2 separate regions of the Mus musculus genome follow, and region 1 is linked to region 2. Evidence: chromatin contacts called from public promoter capture Hi-C data. All regions are on one chromosome and are shown on one strand. The core of a region is the stretch at or near the end of the contact, and the rest is flanking DNA. Distances in the headings are between cores, read along the strand shown. Region 1 holds the start of 4930591A17Rik (RIKEN cDNA 4930591A17 gene). Region 2 overlaps Gm35815 (a long non-coding RNA gene).

Evidence for each region. Promoter capture Hi-C pulls out the DNA fragments that hold promoters and counts their contacts.
Region 1: a promoter capture Hi-C map of cranial neural crest shows a contact between it and region 2, with 4 times the contacts expected there. The contact joins the promoter of 4930591A17Rik here to the enhancer-like site in region 2. A contact is called at or near these places in 7 of 39 promoter capture datasets (the 3T3-L1 cell line, the C10 cell line, cranial neural crest and 3 more) and 1 of 9 other capture datasets (embryonic stem cells).

What each region holds. Positions count from the first base shown.
Region 1 is chr2:179,413,102-179,419,770 of GRCm38.p6, reverse strand. It overlaps 4930591A17Rik (RIKEN cDNA 4930591A17 gene), which reads right to left and starts at 4,835. Exons shown (of 3, transcript NM_026596.2): 1 at 4,671-4,835; 2 at 3,851-4,011; 3 at 2,891-3,299. The coding sequence starts at 3,931. The coding sequence ends at 2,997.
Region 2 is chr2:178,681,331-178,687,565 of GRCm38.p6, reverse strand. It overlaps Gm35815 (a long non-coding RNA gene), which reads right to left. Exons shown (of 3, transcript XR_001783599.1): 3 at 352-760. Among named protein-coding and RNA genes, the nearest start is that of Gm35815, 3.8 kb to the right of the region's middle. Within about 2 kb of position 3,060, at least 17 of the 459 cell types and tissues checked have an H3K27ac peak or open chromatin away from gene starts, as enhancers often do.

The sequences.
Region 1 (6,669 bases), core at 3,586-6,085, 730 kb before region 2:
ACAGAAGGATTATTCTTCTAGATCCCAGAGGCTGGGATGAACCTGTCTGAAGCTGACCATTCTACATGCCCAGGAGCCTCCTTGGATCCTGAACACATGTGAGCCCACAGCTCCGTGCCCCCAGTACGAGGGCTGTCTGGGATATGTAAATTTACACAAAGTATAACTGAATTTAAACCAGCCACACCAACCAGTGTGGTTACTAGAGGCTACCATACCGGCGTGGGTAAACAGGGAACATATTCACCATTCTAGAAAGTTCTGTTGAACAGAACAGCTCCCACAAATTATTTCTTTTCATCTTGTGTTGTGTCCGGCCAGCAGATCACAACATGGGTTCTAGCCTGGAAAGGCATTTTGGAAACCTGGAAGAGAAGAGGGGCTAGGTGGCGAGATAAAGAAATGCAGCTAAGACAGGCATTCTGATCAAAGCTCAATTTTACTGTTCCACACACAATTATAAAGCAGGGGAAGGAGGCCTGATTCTCGCCAATTAGTCTTGGGGTCCAATAGCAGGGTGACCACGTGCACGGCTCTGAACAGCAAAGCGGCAGGTTCCAGCAGTGGGCATGGCAGAACGATTGAGCGGGAAGCTCCACCCCTGAACAAGCAGGTTTCAGGCTGGGGGAGGGGAGACTACAATCTTGCATCATACAGTAAAGCACACAGCTGCAGAGATTCCGTGTGTGTGTGCATGTATAGTACACAGTGGTGCACACATGTACGAACATAAGGCCTTTCCAGAACTCTTGATGAGCCGGTGTCCACAGACCATGCCACCCTGCTTTTCTAAGAGAGTTCTGAGTAACCAAACTCATGGTTTTTTTTGTTTTTGTTTTTGTTTTTTTTTTTTTTTTGTTTTGTTTTGTTTTGTTTTTTATGTTCATGGAGCGAAAACTTCACTCACTGAGCCAGCCATCTGAGGAACAGCATGATCTCACGTCAGTTCTGCACTCTTGAGACTAATTTTGATGTAAATTTAAGTCCCTTTTTGTAAGACCCTTTAAGGGGGAGCAGGCAGGATGCAGAGGACAAGTTCAAGGTAGGTTCCCTACACGAAAGGTGATGACTCTAACCACTTCTTCAACTGATGGATGTGAGAACCACACATCACGTGTAAAGGCACACTAGTATATCAGTGTGGTCGACAAGAAAGGTGTGGATGAAATGAGAGCCAATGGGAAAGAAATCACATGATTAAGAGAAACTGTACTTTACAGTTTGGATTAGTAGAAAATGTACTTGAAGGGTAAGGACCTCACCCATCACATGGGAGGTCCCAAGGTACAGAATGCAGACTCATTAGTGGGAAGATTTAGGCTAAAAAGGAGAGTGTCTGAAAGAGAAATTCATGGGCAGAAGGAGCCTGGGGCTGGCTTTTCAAAAATCTGGAATACAGGAGTCACAAGTTCAGGGAAGCTTGAGCCAAGGCTCTGGAAAGAACATGGAAGAGGCCAGTCAGTCCTCACGAAGCAGGGCTGGCTTCCTTGCAAAGAGGCTGGAGTGTGGACCTTTCAGGGTGAAGCTTCATATTGCAGTAGAGACCCCAGGATGATGGAAATGTCAGGAATGTGGGGTTTCTGTTGAGCAAAGCTGTAGGGCACCAAGGGAAGCTATCCGAAGAGAAGCCAAGTTGCCTCGAATTAGGAAGGTCATAAGGACAAGTTGCAAAGCCCATTAGCATTCACTGGGTGCTCTACACGCTGACTATTGGATGTGGAGCCACTAGTTTCCATGTTTGTCCTTCTTCCTTCTTTTGGTCTGATCTTTCCTGCTAGTCTCTCTTGTTTATTCTGCTCTACCATGTATTGGTATGTGTGTGTGTGTGAGCTGATCTTTGTTAATTCTGCAGAGCCTCACACTTAAGTGTTTACCTTAACTCTCAGAAGCATTGGAGCACCATTAAACAGTGTTGGAGCAGAATACAGGGGCTTGCACAGCTTGGCCGTATGTGTTTTCCATTATGAGATGGATATAAGCCTGTGGTGCCAGGGGCCGAATGTCATTATTTGAACCTGAACTGTGCCCGTCCAGGCTCATGTGTTCCAACACACGGCATCCAAATGGTGGCGCTGTTTTGGGAGCTTATGGAACATTTTGGGGCTGGGATCTAATTGGTAGATCAACAGAGGCAAGCCTGATCTCTTGGCCGGTCTCCTCTTCACCATGATATGAACAGGCCTGCCACATCTTCCTGCTGCCATGCCTCACCATGAGGAATGGAGATCTTCTCAAACCCTGAGACAAAACAAACCAGTCCTCCTATAAGTCACTCAGCCATGGCCTCTCAGCTAAGTACAAAGAAAAGCAAGGTTGTGTCGATATTCCTTCTTCATGCTTGCACCACACCGCTGAGTTAGTATTTTGGGGGCTTTCTTCCTTGCACTCCTCTGCCCCTTCTGTGACTCTCGAGTGGTGGTACCTTATTTATTGATTAATCTTCAACACAGAGTCCTCTGTAGCCAGCCCATCACAGCCCGTGACAAATAGAGTTTGTCTAATGATACTAGTTTTCCAGTGTGATAGTTAAGGAGATTATTTAATGAGGCTGAAGCCAATGTTACTTAACATAACATTACAGCATTATTTAATAAAACAAATTTTAAAGCGATGCCAGGGAATTAAGTGCATAACTCTCATTATTGTGAATGGTTGTTGCATACCTAATTCCCCTGCTCAGCATACTGAAACTCGGCCGCAGCTCCTCCTCCTATGGAAATGAGCTCCCGAGCATCTGCGCAAAGCATGCTGGCCGGCCACGGGTATAAATAACCACAGTGTTGTTTCTTTGTGTATGCAGAAATTAGCCCTGACCCTGATAGAGGTAACGTCTGCATATAGATTCAATTTGACAATTAGTGGCATGTAAGGGTCATTACCAAGGAAATGAGGTAAACATCTAATTAGTTTTTATTGACTTTCACACCCTGGATGTAAATCTTGGGAACAGGTAGGACTCATCACCCGCTAGGGCCTCAACGCTGGCATTTATGTGTTCAGTGAGATGGTTTATGTGTCCAGTGGCAGCTGCTGAGTGCGCAGGCTTGAAGAGGACGCACTTTGCCTGGAACACGGGTGGCGAGTGACGCTCTCTGTAACAAGCCTTGGGCTGTGTGCGTTACTCTTGACTTCAGTGAGAAGAACTGAAGAATCTGGGGTTCAGAGATGGGGAAAAGTCTGGCTGGAACAGAGGCAGCCTCTGATGTTCTCTCGGTGACCATGAGTAGCACAAAAGAGCATGCTGGGAGCTCGCCTGAACATGTAAGGCTAGCCTTTCTTGGTTGAGCCTTGGCTAACCTCTTTAAAAAAAAAAAAAAAAAAAAAAAAACCTGGGTTGATCATAGAGTGAAGAGAACATATTAGTCTATATACAATGGAGACATCATCAACATAAGCATAATGTGCCCACTCCCAGGTACCTGCCCCTCATCTTTACTCTTCTGCCTGTGGAAGGGAGTGCTTCTTCATCCTCACTAGCTACAAACACACCTGGTGCTGCTCAGCAAGGCTCAGGACACTGTGAGCCGTCAGTGCCAATCTGAGACGGAACAGATAAATGACTTCACGGTGGACACACCCACACGAGCTGCTTCCAGAACACGTTAAGAGGATGTGAATGCAATGTATCGGGCCAAGAAGGCAGCGAAGGGAGGAAAAGAGTTTGTTTTCCAAATCCCAGCCCTCAAGTCTGGAAGGCGTTTTGTACAGTGTAAAGAAAATCAACTCAGACTAAATAAAGGAAGTGTGACTTCATGCCTTTGGTATTAGGCACATGGAAATCATTAGTTGAAGGTCCCAAGTATATATGCTCAGAAGGGGCTTCAGTACCATTACTTGTATGAATACTTACTCTGTGTGTGTCCCAGTGTGGCTGGCCCAGGGGATGCGGGAGCTCATTCAGGTGAGTAGAGAGAATGTCACCCATCTGCATTTATATATCACGAGTCACAATTCCTGCCGGTTCCCAGAGGGACGTTTTTTTATTCCTGTGCAGTGTGGTGGCAGCTGGATCTGGGGTGAGTTAGACAAAATTTAAGTTTGTATCAACGTGGTAGAAGGAGCCTGGGCGTGTGCTTGGGACATAGCCACACATGGTCATTCTGGAGGTCATGTATGTTCGGCTCTTCGGTCGATCAGCTTAGCACCCTGCCTTTAGACTGCTGAGCCTCAGCTGTGGCACAAAGACGGAGAAAAGCATGAAGAAGCCTTGTTGGGTCTCTCAGCCCATAACCCATGGAGTCCAGCATGTTGATTTGGCTTACCCTCTTTAGAGAGAATACGACCAGCTTGGCAGATGCTATGGTGTTCCAATAGCATAGGAGTTCTCCCAGACAGAAAGTAGTGTTGCCAAGGGTCTCATGCATTCTAGCATGAAGTTCTAGCAGGAAGTCAGGCAACTGTGTGGATGAAAGCTGCAGCCAGAGGGAGGTGGAGAGGGAAATGTACATTCCAGACATTTCTGGGTCAAGCTGGGCAGATTTAATGACTTGGTAGAGATAGCAGGTGTCAGAGAAAGAAGGTGACGTGTAAGCATGAGAGGCTGAGTGCTGGACTGGAAACCACTTTCCCCATTTCAGACACTGGGGTGAGTGGAGTTTCCAAGAACAGGAAGCCAGAAGCGGCTTGTTACAGTGCCAGGGAAGGTCACACAAGAGCGAGATCCATCCTACCTGAAGAGGCCCAAACTCAGCCGGATGCAGAAGAGGGACTGTGAGATGCAGCCATCAAAGTCAAGCGAAGAATGGTATACAAACGACCAATGTGTTGGCCGCCATGGGAAATGAAGCCGTGAGGCATCCAGGATATCCCCTAACTGCAAGGTAAAGCCAGGACCCAGAAGGCTTTGGGGCAGATCATGTGACCACCAAACTGGGAATGCTGGGAACAGAGGAAGGGCAGTGGAACAGCCGAGCTGGCTGAAGGAGACTCCAGTGGTCCAGGCTCCACGCAACGGTAGCATAGGAAGAAAGATGAAAACTTATCCCATCAAATAGGGGGACGAAAATCCATGTGCATAACCACATTCAGCCTTGCCAAACAACTAACTTCTAAACAACCAAATAAATACGAGTTAGGCAGGAAAAAGCTTTTTTTTTTTTTTTTTTTTTTTTTTTTTTTTTTAAAGTGTAGAATTATCGGCCCCTGAAGGAGCGGGATGAAATGAGTCTTCCCAGCCACAGTGATCAGAACTGATTGAGGCAAGGACATCAATGGATGCTCACAGCACGCGATGAAGGAGCCCGCTGGAGAGGTTGTCTACACCACCGAGAAGTCCAGTGTCATGGTTACTTATTAATTACTGAGGGCAAAGGAGGACTTAATAAGCCGGGAGGCTGACAGACACTCCAGAGTGGTGATCAAGCTCAAGAGACTGAACAAAGGACTTGGTGACTTCTTAAACCCCAGTGGACTGCGCAGTAAGGGGACATTGCCTCACGAACACGATTATCCAGGATCAGATCACATAAGTACAATTGAGGGGTCGTCTGCAAATTAATTACCCAGATGTACCAGGAGATCAGTGCCTTAGCAGAAAATAGAGACGAAGTCTGGGGAGCTATTCCAGATTCGAGGGGATTAAAGGAATCGTGCAACCCAAAGAATTTCTGATCCTTAATTACCCTGGATTTTTTTCCTGGATTAAAAATTAAAGCAGATATAAAAAGAATTATTGAGACAATTGGAAAAAATTGACTATGGAAATAATTTCAGATGATAAGATCGGGTCCTATAACTGTCGCCAGGGTGGAAGCACAGTGAGTGATACTGTGTCACGTTGGGCAAGAGAAGGCTCGTTTGTTTTTCCCCCTGCTTTTCATGTGTTTGCATGTGTCTCTGTGTGTATGTGTGTATGTATGTATGTATGTGTGTGTATATATATATATATATATATATGCATGTGTGTATATGTGTGCATATTGTATATGTATGTGTATATGTGTGTATGCATATATGTATGTATGTGTGTATTTTGTATGTAACTGTGTGTTTGTATGTGTGTATATTGTATGTGTGTATTTTTGTATGTGTGTATATAGGTGTGTATGTATATAGGTGTGTATTATGTATGTATATGTGTGTATGTATTTATGAGTATATGGGTATATGTATGTGTATACATATGTGTATGTATAAGTGAGTATTATGTATGCATATGTGTGTATGTATGTGTATATGGGTGTATGTATGTGTACTCATGTGTGTATATGTGTGTATGTGTATATATGCCTGTGTATATACGTATGTATGCATGTATTTATATATGTCTGTCTATATATATGTGTGTATGCATATGTGTATATATATGTGTGTGTATGTATGTACATATGTATGTCTATATGTGTGTATATATTCATGTGTGTATATGTGTGTGAATTTATGTATGTATGTACATGGATATATATACATATATATGTGTGTGTGTGTGTGTGAATGTACCTGAGGTTGATAGCAGTGACCACTGCTGAGTGCTCTTCCATCTTATTCGTCACTCAGTGTCTCTCAATCAAACATAGATCTAACCAATAGACTGACTCTTGTTCACCAGTTCATCCTGGGGATTGTGGTCTCCTCCTGCTGAGGTTGGGACTGCAGCCAAGTCAGCACAGCTGTCCAGGATTTACACTGCTTTCTGAGGGGGTGTGGCAAGGGATCGGGAACTCTGCTCCT
Region 2 (6,235 bases), core at 1,811-4,310:
CTCAGGGACCGCAATGCTGCTGAGGATTGTAGTCTGTTATGCAGGGAAGGATGGCAGATGATCATATGACTGATGTCCACGTAGCAGGAGACCAGGAGGCAGAGAGAGGAACAAGGAACCCGTGTAACCTTCAAAGGCATGTGACTTCTGGACATGGCCCTTCTTGCTCGGCCAGGATCAGAGGCAGAGGAAAGAACACTCACTGGGCTTCAGAGGGAACAGATGGAAAAGCTAAAAACATGCCTATCTAGTCACCAGTCCGAATGTTTTCTTACTTAGGGTTTTTGTTGTTGTTGTTTGTTTTGTTTGTTTGCTTGCTTGTTTGTTTTTGGCAGGGGTGTGGTGTGGTGGGAGGATATTTTATTTACATAACCTTGTATATTTTATTTACATAACCTTGTATAATAAGTTCAGCCAGTATCTAAGCCACAGGAGGCACTGGGTTGTACTACCCTTTTGCACAAAGCAGTGAGTCCTGGCTCGAGGTTGCCTTCCATAGTCCCTTTTTTAGCAGGCCAGGTGCAAACACAGGTGAATATGGAACCCTGAGCAAGATGCTCACACAATGCCCTTTGCTCTCCACCACAATGCAAAGCTTTCTGTTTGCAATCCGCTGTTGTGTGAACGGGAACATTCACGGTCGCTCAGCTCCAGATGTGTCCATGGTGAATGTACACAATGTCTACCCACGCCTGCAGTGGTGAACATGACTGTTGGGTACAAAGATGCATTTTTCTTTTCTTTCTTTTTTTAACCATATCTTTGAAAAAAAAACAAAACAAAACAATTACTGTATGTAAATGTGTTTGACATTTGTCAGGATGTCAGAGGCAAAGCACGCGGTAGCGATCAATTAAAATCCGAATCTCTCACTTCAGAGTCTAAAAAGAAAACAAGGTAATTTTAAGAAGAACAAAGGGTATTTATTGATCCTAAGTCTTGCAGTAATGGCTGCAGCCCCTTCTGTTTGTGCCAATCACTCTGTGAGCAGCTTGTCGTCAGCTCCTCCTACAGGAACCTTGTTCCCAGCTCAGCCCCATTCATGCCTCAGCTCAGGGTGGACCACAGCTGTCCCCTGCTCTACTTGCCACATTCTCTGGTTGCTTTCAGTGTCAGTGGTAAAGAGAGCACCCCAGGTATATGAATAGATTCTTAGACATGGCACCTTAGGTTAAATCCCTGTTGGTAATCTGTCCCCGCCTTGGATAATTAGCTCTTAGTCCTTAAAGGAAAGTGTCTCTCAATTAGAAACGGCATGTGCGTTTCCTCACGGAGACATCTGGTGTGCGGTTCCTAGGGGCTTTGGCAAGTGGGCCAGGCTCTCCAGCTGTCCCTCATGACTCCGAAGCCTCAATCAAAAGTCTGGTTGAGGCTGAGACCTTGAGGCAATGTTCTCTTGGCAGCTGGAGAGCAATCTCCTATGGCCACTGGTCCTGGTCCTTCTGTCTAGGGGGCACAGGAAGGAGCCTGTGTGGTCCCAAGTGTACTGCCAACCAGTTTTCCTCCTTAACTTCTCATTCTGGGTTGAGCTGGTACTACAAACTAACCACAAGCTGTAAGCTACAATCCTTTATACAGAGGCAGGTGGGAGTCTGTCATGGTGGGGTATGAACTGGGGCGACTTGCCGACGGCCTACGGATATGGCCTCTGTCCTGCACCAGCGTGTCTATTTCAGCGTGTCTGTTTCTCTCATGCTGACTTCAGAACAGTCTTCCTGGGCTAGCCTGGCCTAGCAAGATGGCATAGCAGGTAAAGGTGCTTACTTGCCAAACCTGGTGACCTGAGTTCATTTCCCAGAATCCACATGACATAAGGGGAGAATCCACTCCCACCCATAAATTGTCCTCTGACCTCCACATCCGTGCCTTAGCCCATGTCCATACCCCACCCTCCACATAAATAAATGAAAATTTAAGATAAGTAAAATAAGTAAAAACAAACCCATGGCCTGCTCTGAGCTAAAGTTACTGGGACAACATCATGGCCAAAGAAAATGTCTGCTGCACAGAGCCCCAGATCCAGTCCTTACAGACCGAGTCCTTACGGGGCCGAGGTAGAATTCACACCCTTATGGGCCCTCTGCATGCCAGTGCTCATGGGAAGAATGGCGTGTAACACAGACATGAGACAGGACACTGTGTGACCCGGTCACAGTACTGAGACACACAAAGAGGCCTGCTCAGACAGAACCACACTGGCAGCTGCAGAGAGAAATCATATAACCCACTTCCTTATTGCTGTAATAAAATATCCCCAGAAAATCAACTTAAGGGAAAAAAGGTGGTTCTGGCTCTCCATTCCCTACAGATTTGGGTCTATAGTAGTTGGGAAGATAGGACCAGTCCCTAAATGTCACAGACTCTGTGACATGAGGTTTGTTCCTCCTTCAGAAATACAGGTATTCCTGAAAGCCTCTGTCTTGTGCTGGACTCTGCCTTACCTTCAAATATTTCAGAAGGGCAGAGAGGACACAGGGACATTCTGTGGTCAGAGAAGTCTGGCGTTGTCTGTCAGAGTTGGGGCTTAGAGCTGCAGATCCAAGACTGCAGCAATGACTCCTGGCTTGCCCCAAGAGAGTCCAAAGGACTCCAGTGTAAACTGAGAGCAAGGTCTGGGTCACATGACCCCTCAGTGCATGCCATGCAAGGGGCTATGTATAGGTTTTCAAAGAACCCCACTCCACTTCTGATTGCCAAAACAAAGCAGAGAGAAAAGCAAGCTTTATCTCCCTCTCACTGAGATGAGCTGGCTTACAGTTACTCTGGGAGTTGGTTTGTGCCTTCCTGCCCTGTCATGTAGACTTTCCTGGCCTGTGATTTAGGAGTTCAGCCCTATGAATTTTGAAGGCAGATGCAGCCTTCTGCTCGCTGAGGGCCAGATGCGGGTTTTTATTGACTCATCTTACACAGAGCATAATTAGACAGAGGCAGAAGCAGCAGTTGCCCAGGGCACTTAGCTGGGCGAAGAGGAAAGAACTGGCCTGTGACGTCTCAGCCCCACCCTCAGGAGGAGGACATCATCGAGGTAGCTCTGTCCTACAGAGCATCAGGCAGTGCCTGCTCAGGGTCAGAGGGACAATTGGCAGGGAAGCTGCAGTCCTAAGAGGTACCTGGGTGAGCTATGCCCTGAGTCAAAGGCGAAGCACAGAGACTTGTCAACAGTGCCAGACGCATTCCAATCCCTAGCCCATCTGGTACTAACAAAGACAGACCTCCCCGACCCTTCCTCTACAGGAAACCTTTCTGGCATCACCTGGGACAATGTTTCGAAAGTGTCATTCACAGTACCACTCTGTGCCTGGATGTTGAAAGGTCACCATGTGTCTTAGTTAGGGTTTTACTTCTGTGTACAGACACCATGACCAAGGCAAACTCTTACAAGGACAATATTTAACTGGGGCTGGCTTACAAGTTCAGAGGTTCAGTCCATTATCATCAAAGCAGGAGCATGGCAGTGTCCAGACAGGCATGGCACAGGAGGAGCACAGAGTTCTACATCTTCATCTGGAGGCTGCTAGAAGAAATCTGATGTCCAGGCAGCTAAGACCAGGGTCTTAGAGCCTACACCCACAGTGACACACCTACTCCAACAAGGCCCCACCTTCAAATAATGCCATTCCCTGAGCCAGGCACATACAAACCATCACACCATGGAAGCCTCCTACTCTGACTAAATTCTCCTTACTTTTTAAAAAGAGCAATTCTGATCCTTTCTTTCCTTTTGACACTCTGAAGTGTGATGAGGTAGTTTAGGTTTGGATGGAAATTTCATTATTAATCAGGTCTGGTAACACAGACCCACAATACTGCCTCTCCAGAAGGCTGAGGCAGAAGGATCTCAAGTTTAATGTCAGCTTAGGTTACAGAATGAGCTGAAGCCCAGCTGGGGCTACAGAAGCCAGCATGGGCAACTTAGCAAGAACATGACTCAAAAATAAAAAATAAAAGGATAATGGTTGTCCTGGTTTGTGCTCTGTTGGTGTGATAAAACTCTGATAAATCAATGTAGGGAGGGAATCAACGTGTTCCATCTCTTCTTCCTCCAGGAGAAGTGAGATGTAACAAGCAGTTAGCACGGGAAATCCCCGACAGAATGAGAAGCAACAGGCAAGACCCAGGAAAGGCAGCTGGAACAGCTCCTACAGAAACTTTGTATCAAGCTTGTCCCCCATCCCATCCTGGATCCACTAGCTACAGTTGCCTCTATTTGCCTCTTAATAGTCACCCTAATTCCAGACTGGAATGTGTAGACGTCTCCCAGCTGCTTTTAAAGGCTGCCTTATCGTTCTAAGAAAGCATCATACGTAATTACATTTAATAGACACAGAATTGATTGAAACACTTAGCTGGAACAAAAAGCCCAGACCTAATTTCGTAAACATGTTATTGTACAGTAACCCCCAATGAGTTTGTGCTTAAATCTCCTAATTAATTTTTAATTAAAAAGCTCAAAGATGCTATTACACTTGTTGTAAATGGCAGCCCCATGCAAGCAGAAACCACGGAGCAATGCAGACGAATATCTTCTATTAAAATCTGCGTTAATGAGAACGGCTGTGCTCCATATTTCTGATGCAGAAATGGAGAAGAAAACACTGTTTAAGAGGTTTGAGAATCTTCCTCAGGTCTTCCTGACTTGTGTAACACCGTGCAGCATGTGACGGCTTCGCATTCGACAAGCTGTCCGAACCTTTATCTCAATAGATCTTTCTTCTACCCCTTCCAATATCTAGCTAAATGTATCAGGTGCCTTTAGTAGCAAATTGTATTTAATATGGTCACAAGCCAAAGAAGGCTCCCACTTCCTCCAGCGATGAATTCCATCATCTTATTCAAACACTACCCAGTGTTGAATTAAAGTCCCTCCCCACACCCCTGCCTAACACCTTCTGTCCTCTCCAGTCTAATATCTCCATCTATCTGTCCAGGCTTGTGCGATTCTTTTGAATTCCAGTAATTGAAACTTTATGTTTCTCTGGGGATATGGGTGATGTCACCAGCGGGGAACTATTAATAGCACCAGACACAGAGGGAGAGCTTCTCAGAGAAGACCAAGTTGTTCTCCTCCTCCATAACTCAACCAGGGTGATACCATCACACGAGCAGGTGTCCTGTGCCTGCAGGGCTGTGGGGTAACTAAGTTACTGGCTGCTTACTGCTGTGCTTTCTAATTTGCTCTTCATGGCCGACCAACCCCTCCATGCCAGAGTCTCAGCCTTGGCACTCCTGACCTTTGGGTTGCTGTCAGTCCTAAGGCCTCCTGGGCTCTATGGAAGGTTGAGAAGCACTGCCTGGCTCCTCTTCCCTCGGGGCCAGCAGTAGCCCCTCCTAGCTACAATAACCAAAATGTCTTCCCTGGGAAGAGAATAAGCCAACCACGGTATTTATTCCCTGATAAATACTGCCTCGGGTTAAACAGAGATGGATCCTCACAGAGCCACCCAGTGAGAGCCAGGAGGATGTGTTGATGTGGCAATGAGCCTACTGCCCTTCCGTGTCCTTCGTGAAGATTTCAGATTTACTCAGACAGTTAGGAGGGCAGTCCGATGAGTGTGTGTGCACATGTGTATGTGCAAGGACACTCACAGGTGTTTGCTTAAGGGGCATTGACTGTGTGGCAGCCAGAGAGACCCACCCTTCAGGTCAGGGACCTAGTTTACAACCAGACTCTCGGGAACACCTTCCTCTAATTGCTACGAAATGGGGAGGGGGACAGGGCTCACATTTAGGTTTGCTATCGGTGTTCGTATGACAGGCAGATGGGCTACATGTGTGCCTGGAATGGGAATAACAGAAGAGGCTTGCTCAGGTAGACTGAGGTGGGAAGACCCTCACTGAGGGGTGAGACCCAGGTCCTCAGACTTGTCTTTGTACTGAAGGGATAAAAGACAAGGCTAACATTCTCCTGTTTAAGGAAACACAGGGAAAAAAACATTAGATAAGGGAGAAGCTTTTCTTTCTGATAAATGGAACATTTATTTTCATTTCTTCTTTTCCTAAATCTGGGCACTTGATTTTTCCCCAACAAGAGTAGAGTAGACCCGGGGGCGGGTGTGCCTAGGGTAAGAGATGCCTGGCATAAGAAGAACTGGGGGGCTGTACCATACCAACTGTGGCAGTCACCTAAACCTCAACTTTCCCAGGGAAATAAAAGCTGTCCGTACCTCCCAGGGCATGTGAGGTCCATACTTCGGGTCAACTGTGTTTTAGTAAGGAAATCAATGGCAGTTTAATG